Linked DNA regions of Anas platyrhynchos: region 1 is linked to region 2. Evidence: chromatin contacts called from public Hi-C data. All regions are on one chromosome and are shown on one strand. The core of a region is the stretch at or near the end of the contact, and the rest is flanking DNA. Distances in the headings are between cores, read along the strand shown. Region 1 overlaps ABLIM1 (actin binding LIM protein 1). Region 2 overlaps AFAP1L2 (actin filament associated protein 1 like 2).

What was found. Hi-C and Micro-C count contacts between places; a contact is called where the count stands out from the background.
Region 1: a Hi-C map of skeletal muscle shows a contact between it and region 2, with 1.8 times the contacts expected there. The contact joins two enhancer-like sites.

The regions. Positions count from the first base shown.
Region 1 is chr6:33,038,249-33,042,399 of IASCAAS_PekinDuck_T2T, reverse strand. ABLIM1 (actin binding LIM protein 1) reads left to right here. Exons shown (of 23, transcript XM_072039808.1): 5 at 2,389-2,515; 6 at 3,670-3,763. Among named protein-coding and RNA genes, the nearest start is that of AFAP1L2, 87 kb to the right of the region's middle. Within about 2 kb of position 1,934, at least 4 of the 8 cell types and tissues checked have an H3K27ac peak or open chromatin away from gene starts, as enhancers often do.
Region 2 is chr6:32,894,668-32,898,814 of IASCAAS_PekinDuck_T2T, reverse strand. AFAP1L2 (actin filament associated protein 1 like 2) reads left to right here. Exons shown (of 19, transcript XM_038180843.2): 11 at 366-577; 12 at 2,203-2,348; 13 at 2,641-2,752; 14 at 3,424-3,666; 15 at 3,754-3,934; 16 at 4,114-4,147. Among named protein-coding and RNA genes, the nearest start is that of VWA2, 24 kb to the right of the region's middle. Within about 2 kb of position 1,839, at least 2 of the 8 cell types and tissues checked have an H3K27ac peak or open chromatin away from gene starts, as enhancers often do.

The DNA.
Region 1 (4,151 bases), core at 685-3,184, 140 kb before region 2:
GGAAATAATGAATGATATTCATTTACTCTTTAAGGAACACACAAAGAGTGAGCGAATGTCATAGTTGCTATAGAATAATAAATGCATGTCCAACACCGCCACCTTTGACTTACAGGAAGCAAGTACACAGGTGGGCATGCTTCATGGGTCCCTATTTCCTCCACGTAACTGCTTTTTGCAACAGGAAAGACAAAGACTGTGGACTGGGTGGGCCCTTTTACATAAGGCAGTTCTTCTATTCTGACTTGGCTTCAGAAATTCAGCTGAAGTGCTACAAAGTGCTTTAAAAAATCTCTTTTCTTGGTTCCGTATCTGCAAAATTTCAGCTTCGCAAAACTTGCCTGGATAAAGCTGCCAAAAGCATGGAAAACACAGCAGATTTTTGGAGGGATTATTGCAACAGGGAATGTGTCATGGTTTGGCAGGACCGCAGGTCAGGAATGTGGAAGCTGGCACAGCAGGGAGAAGCAGGAGTGCTAGGAAGCTGAGAAATGGGTGCTGATTAAAGCTGCAGCTCAGCACCCACTGAGGTGGGAGGAAAGATCTCATTTCTTGTTACAGTTGGTAGGTGTATTGCATGGCTTCAGGTTGGAAGGAACCTGATGTAATGTAGTATCCTCTCCAAAGCAAAGGGAAGATCAATGTACCAATGGCATCCTGACAGATGTTCACTTGTCTCCCCCTCAGTCCCATTTCATAAACTCCAGCGCCTCTCTCAGTGACCTGTTCCAGCCCTTGCTGTCGTTGTGGAGTGGCATGAAGCCTTGAAACGGCACAGAAGAGCAGAGGGATCCATTACGTGCTGTCAGTACTTGTCATTTCATAATTTCAATTTGTAACTTTTGTCCTTTAGAGCAAAGCCCTGGGATTAGGACATCTCAGGGTTGCTTTTCAAGTCCAAGCTGCATCATTGGTCTGTGACTTGCATTTTATTACAAGATACCGTGGTGCTTGGGCCTGTTCTCTTGAGGGAGTCGAGAGCATGAAGAATGCTGATAGAGAGGCCTGCTGCAAATAGTGACCTGGTTCGCAGGAATGCACAGCGCCTATTTGGGGCTGTCCTCGCCCATTATCCAGCAAACAAAAGTCAGGCCCTTGGGTGTCAAAAGGAGACACTCCTTTTATTGTCAGTTGTGATAATAAATCTGGAGTCGCCCTTTTGCAGGGTGTAGTGTTACCTGGACTGTAAAACTGTGAGGAGATGATGGTGTCAGGGCTGTACCTGTACAGTCAGCTGGAACTGGTCTTGGTTTGAGGCTGTTTGTTGATGTTTCAGACACATGGAGAGGATGTGATATTCATGAAAAGAACACCAAGTTTTGGGATAATAAAATACAGAAAAACCTTTGTTCTAGGTTCTCTCTGGCTTCTAAGCGTGTCCCAGTTGATGGGCATTCCCTTTCTGCCTCGCTGCTCTGCCAGGCTGTCCTTTCTCTCGAGGCTCCAGCACAGCACCGGTGGTTCCCTGCTGTGTCCCACATCAGTCTCATCAAATCTCCCCATGCACTGAACTGCCCCGTGCCAGGAAATCTCTTGAGTATCTTATATCTGAATGGAGAGGAATGGGAGCTCAGGGCTGAGCCCAAGATTTCTGATGTGACGTGAGATGTTGTGGCATCTTCTGGGACAGAGGGCATTCGGTGGCTCCGGGCTTCAGGTTTGCTGTCTGCCATCAAATTGTCTTTCTGAATCACAGCAAAAACTGAGCATGGGCTACTGGGTAGTACCAAAATCCCCAAGTGAGAGTGCTTGTGCCTATTAGAGCCCAGGAAAGCTGCTGTTTTCCACACCTGCAGGTGGAACACAATATGCCCCGTCATATAGCATTTAGTGCTGTCACACTGCTGTCACCCTCGCCTCAGGCCCTTGCTAAAAATGCTCTCTCCTCTCTTCCTGGGCTGGGATGTGCCACCGCCTGTGGCTGGGTGGACGTTCTGGGCTTTGCTGCCACCCAATGGGAGACTGCAGCATCCTGGTGGCACTCGCCCAGGCCTCCTTTCTTTGCTTCACTTTGGCACTCCAGATCTTGCAAAGAGCAAAATGAGAAAAATACCGATTCCTTTGGAAGGCTGGTACTTTTCTGGATGATGGTTCATAGCTGCTTCCCAACAAAATCTTAAGTTTGTACAAAGCTCACCTAGCAATCTTTGAATCACAAAGTGTGAAAAACAGGATAGAGATTTCTGTCCTCTGCTGAATATGTCTGTAGTAAAGAAGACTGTATCTTCATGGAGGATCTGTAAGTCTCTGGGGAAAGGAAGAAGATGTGTCTCTGCATAGCTGTATAATTTTCCCCTTTGATTACCAAGTCTAGCAGTTGTTGGGTGGTTAATGAGCAACAATGAACCAGGTAACTGACAGCAAATGCATTTGTTTGCTTATTTGCAGATTGTGCTGGCTGTGGAAGAGACATAAAGAATGGACAAGCATTGCTAGCTCTGGATAAGCAGTGGCACCTGGGATGCTTTAAGTGTAAGGCCTGTGGGAAGGTCCTAACTGGGGAATACATCAGCAAGTAAGTAGCCTCTGCAACTCTCCTCCACTGTTGGCATGAGTTCTTGTTGCCAGAAGGGAAGAGCTTGCAGCAAAGTTCACCTTTTGATATCCAGTTTCTATCACCTCTCAGCATATGCCAAAATTCTTTGCTGTCAATGAGAGCTGAGCTGGGGAAGGGAGGTAAACTGGAAAGAGCAACTGCAATGTGATGTTTAATGATAGCAGTCCTTACTTAATACCAGTACAGAAGAGGGTATATCTCAATGCTCCCACAAGGGTTTGAGTGAATTCCTATGTTTTCTGTGTTCGATACAGCTTTGATACAGCTTTGTGCCATTTTGTTTTCCAGCATTGATATTGAGGAAAAAAATAGGAACCTGTCCATTATTTGTCTTTGCTACAGAATAGACTAAACATGATGTGATTGACCTGCTAGTGTTTCTCAACTCCAAATGAGAAACTAATGAAGGGAGTATTGAACATAAGGAGGGGCAGAGGAAGTGAAGGGGGAAAAGTGTTGTAATTATAAAACAGAAGGAATGAAGATACAGTCCTTGTTCTCCTCTTCAAGTATATAATGAGGAGAAAATGCAGGGAAATAAAGTATGTTTCACAAACCCATCAGTAAGTACAGTGGGATGTATAATATTATAAATCAATTAAATGAAATAAATTCTGTAATTTCTTAAAAGGTCAATGCTAGCACCCGAGAAATAATATTAAGCTCTGATTGGTGCTTCCATTTGTACGATGGATGTACATTGTTCATACCAAAAACATCCATGACCTTACACTTAGAAGCAACTGGTTATGCTCTTCACAGACTACAGAAGATTTCTTTGTTGAATGATCTCCACTCATCACCATGGATAGAGTTCCAATAATTTCTCTAGAATTGTACCACCTGTAGTTTTAGAGTCTGTTTTTTAAGAATGAGGTTTGCTTCAGTGTTTCAAGGTTGGGTACCTTTCCTTTATGGAAATTTAAACGAATAATTATAGAATTATGAGAATATGATTTTTTATTTTTTTTTCTTCTACTGCAAAATACATCTCTTGGTTTTGCCGATTGCTGTTCATTGGAGTTCCAGAGTGAAAACAAGGGAAGAATGTAAGTCATGTTGTAACCCATTTATTAAAAGGTGGTTTATATTTTGTGGATTTTCTTTTTCAGAGATGGTGCTCCTTATTGTGAAAAGGACTATCAGGTTCTTTTTGGAGTCAAGTGTGAAGCATGTCACCAGTTCATTACTGGGAAAGTCCTAGAGGTACGTGCTTTGTAAGATGGAGTTTAAGAATTGGGCCACATCCCATTATGTTCTGATGGAGCCGCAAAAAAAAAAAAAATTCTCATGGGAAAATTTTACTGCTGATTTTAGAGCAAAGGTGCTAATTTTCAGAAATATTTTCAAGTGTTTTACCTTTGGAGTAATCAGGGAAAGTATGTGATAGAGAATTAATTACACTAGTTTCTATGGATTTATGATTTCTGTGTTTCTTTTTTAGTGGTGATGTGCAAAGTCTGTTGCATTTCTTATTCTGTGTCAGATTTGATATATTTATAGAGGTAATTTGAGTACTGGAATCATTACCTTTGACAACTGTGAGTATTCTGAGATATATAGTCATGAAGGGGGGTTGTGTACCTGAGATTTT
Region 2 (4,147 bases), core at 590-3,089:
GCAAGGGCAGATAATACCAGACACACGTGGGATTCAACAGGGAGGAGGTTGTGTGGGTCAACTGGAATTATCATTTGGGACCAACTTTGCCCAGGTGTCTGTAGTCAGCTTGCTGCTCCAAGCCTAATTTGAATTTTTGAATTTTTTTAATTTTAAGGGTCCCATTTTGAACCGATTTTCACCCGTTCATCCTGTTTTGTCTGGTTCAGGACCACTCATCTTTGTGTTTCTGCTCTTCATCATTGCCTGTGGCTTTTTGTGGTGAACTCAGAACTGACTTACTCCCCATGCACAGAAATGACTTTTGATTCACCCCTGCCCCGTGTGGTACAAAATATGACCCAATAACCTGTGCTTGCTTGCAGGTTACCTGAACGTGTTTGTGAACAGCCAGTGGAAGTCCCGCTGGTGTCAGATAAAAGATGGTCACCTCCATTTCTACCAGGACAAGAACCGAAGCAAACTGGCTCAGCAGCCCCTGAGTTTGGCGGGTTGTGAAATTATCCCGGATCCAAGCCCTGATCATCTCTACTCCTTCCGCATCCTGCACAATGGAGAGGAACGGCTCATTCTGGAGGTAGGCTGTGTATCTCCAAGCTCATTCATCTTTAAATGGTCGGTTTGGGTGTCTTAGCAGGCCTAAAACCTCTCAGTGCACAGAAGCTAAATGTTTTAAAGGTCCTTTAGAGAAGACTTCACTTCAGCAAACAGAGGCTGAAGCATTGGACTTTGGTTTACCAGACCACAGTCACCTAGAAGGTGTCCTGCCCGCCTGGTACTCCAGGCTGCCTCTGATGCTGGAGGTGTTCAAAGCCAGGTTAGACGGGGCTTTGCCAACCTGATCTAGTGAGTGGCATCCCTGCCCATGGCAGAGGGGTGGAATTAGATGATCTTTAAGGTCCCTTCCCACCCAAACCATTCTGTGATTCTATGAACTTTATCTTCTGAAAACAGAGAGTCCCAAAGCCGTGGGTCATGAGTGCATCCTAAGTAAACCGATCACAGATCTGCCTCTGAAAGCGCAAGTGAATTCGTCTCCATCTGCTACTTTCCTTTGCCTGCATCTAGGCTGCTTATCTCTAATCTTAGTTCTCTCTGACGACAGCCTGATTATGGTAGGAGGTGGACAATGTGAGCAATTTCCTGTATTTTTCCAGTGGGTGGAATATTTATAGCTAAACAACTGACTTTGAGTGCCTGCCGTGAAGTTTTTAGGTGTTTTTGCTTAGCCTCTGATCCAGGTTATGTCTATGTCCAAGACATTTTGCCTAATTACAGATGTGAAGAAAAGGTGCTGGGAGCATTTACATTTTGTGAATGGAAGAAACTGCATTTTGTTGGGCCACCAGCCTCTATGTACAGACTGGCTGGCTGGCTTCCCAGGCACTGGGAAGTCTGTGCTAAATAAAACAGATTGGAAGCTTAAAATATGCTTTCCAGTTTGGGATTCACTTGCCCTGAATTTTACTTTGTACTTACTGCTCTAATGCCTCAAATCAAAGCAAACGATATCTGTGTCAGCCCACATCATGCTCCAGGGAGAAATCATCCACTACTGGGAAGTATATAATGCTATTTGCTAGAGCTGACTTCCAGGCACAATATTCAGCACTTAATTTTGCAAAATGTCAGGCTGTTCGTTGCATCTGGGAATTTGGTTCTGGCCATGTTATAGCTGGGGGCTCCCTTTGATGTTCTTCCCTGACCATGCTTTAAGCTCTCCCGTTCCCTTCTTCCCTGTGCAGACAGGATTTGGGGCTCTGGCATAAGGAACTCGCAGGCTCTTTACTGTGCTGGTGTCTCCTTGCACATCTGGTGTTTGGAAATCAGGTTACTGCACTCTGCTGGTGCAAAATAGAAAATGCACTCTTTCCTCCCAAAGCTGGCTCCCCGACAGCATCTCCAGCCATGGAGACTTAGTTTGGAAGGGAGCTGAATTGTTCACCACTGAAAGGAACATGCAGACTGCAAATTTTAGTCAGGAGTCAAGAGAGGAGCTGCATTCCTGTATATATCTCCCCAGTTTGCCAGTTGGTCCATACACAGAGTGGTACTGCCTTCTTTTTTTAATGTGGCCTCAGGTTTAAAATAAATAAAGCTCCACTCCTTGCACAGCCAGAGAACTGCTTATAAACTCCCTTGCCAAGGGAGTCCAGGGACGCTGCTGTTGCCACCCATAACATCTTTCTGGTCACCTCGTAGGCGAAGTCCTCGGAGGAAATGGGCCACTGGCTGGGCCTCCTCTTATCCGAGTCAGGCTCAAAAACAGACCCGGAGGAATTTACCTATGATTACGTGGATGCTGACAGAGTCTCCTGCATCGTGAGCGCTGCGAAGAACTCCTTCTTGTACGTCCACGGGGTGGTGTGGGGCTCCTGGGAGCTGGTGGAGGGGGAGCAAGCTGGAGAGGGGTGCTTCAGGTGTGGGTGCAGCTCAGGGGCTTTCTTTGAAAGCTCAGTGCAAGGCAGGAGAGCACTTGTTGTCACGGGAGTAGGGACATGCACCCGGGTGGCCTTTGGGAAGCCAGCTTAGTGGGGTTGGGGGTGCGGCACTGCGTGCACAGACACCCCAAAATTTATCAGCGTGGCCACGCAGAGTGCGCCACCCCTCCTGACAGGGTGTCCGGCTGCCTGTTCACAGCCTAATGCAGAGAAAATACTCCGAGCCCAACGCCTACATCGACAACCTGCCCAGGGGGAGGATGCCGCAGGAGGAGCTCTACGACGATGTGGAGCTGCCCGATGTGCCAGAGGTAAGGTGCCCAGCACGACACCCGCCTGCAGCGAGCACTGCGACTGAGTTTGGCTCCTGCTGGTGCAGCAAACATCCCTGGTCACTGTCACAGGTGGCTTGCATCAAGGGGCATCCATGATTCACAGGGAAGCATCTCATTTCCCAGCCAGGGGGAATCTCCAGCAGGGAAGGGAGAGGGCTTGCCAAAGCCACATGCAGTTGGTAGCACCTGGGGAGAAGGGAATTCCCAGCCCCCCGGGGAAATCCAGGCTTTTGCAAGGGACAGAAGTGGGCGCTGGTGAGGAGTCACTGAGGAATGTGAGAGGTTTCCAGTGGGGCGTTATAGGGATCTGCTGTCCCAGGCCATGCTGGGGAGATGGGGGCTGGTATCCTAAATATAATAAATATCTAAATATCTACACCAGGGTGAGATCCCCATATGAGTCTTCTGCAAGCACTGGAAAGATTTATCGAAGGAGAGTGGAGGAGTGGGCGAACTTTCTGTACTCTGAAAATATTCCTTGAATTCCTGGAATTACTTAGAAAATGGGGTTGTAATTTCGTTAGCTCACTTATATGTTTATGGAAAATATCCCAGACTGCCCAAAGATGCTGCTGCTCTCCAGTGAGACTTCGTGCTGCTGGCTGCAGCAGACGGGCCCTTTTCAGGGGAACATTTGCCTTTTGCAGGGAGAAGTACACAAGAGTGAGAGCAAACTGGAGGGGGACCAAGACAGGGTGTACCTGGATCTCACCCCGGTGAAGTCCTTCCTGCACTGCGCTGGCAAGAAGTCGTGCCAGACCTCACCCCTCGGTTCACCACCTCTAGAGAGGGCTGGCACCAAGGCTGCTCCTGACAGCGCGGATGAGACAACCCCGGTGGCTAAGGACGCTGCTGAGCCCAGTGGAAAGGCGATGGAGACCTCAGAGCAGGTATTTAACCAGGTTTGGGACCAGGCTTCATTAGGGGTCCAGCTCCTCACCACATCATCTCACCTCCTTTCCCATCTGCTGCTCCAGAAACAGCCTGAGAAGCCGGAGCCCGAAGAGCTGCCGCCCCAGACGCCCCCCATCAAAGCCCAGGCGCAGCAGCAGAACGTCACCTTTCCGCAGATGGCCCCTGAGCCACCCGCGGGCTCTGCAGCAGTGGTGGGCAGTCCCCAGCTGGCACCTGCACACCGGCCGAAGTTGCCCCTGCCTGGTGAGTGGGGAGCTGGGGATGTGGACAGGGGGCTCTGGGTGCGAACTGTGTCCTGAGGCTGGTGCTGAGTCTCCCCTGAGTTTCCCCAGTCTCATTCATTTTTGTTTGCAACTACCCAAAGATGTTTTCCCTTCTGCTTTTCCTTTCTCTGAGCTGTTTTGGGTGGCCTGTGTTTTCAGTAGCAGCAGTGGAGACCAAGCTGGGCAAGAACAG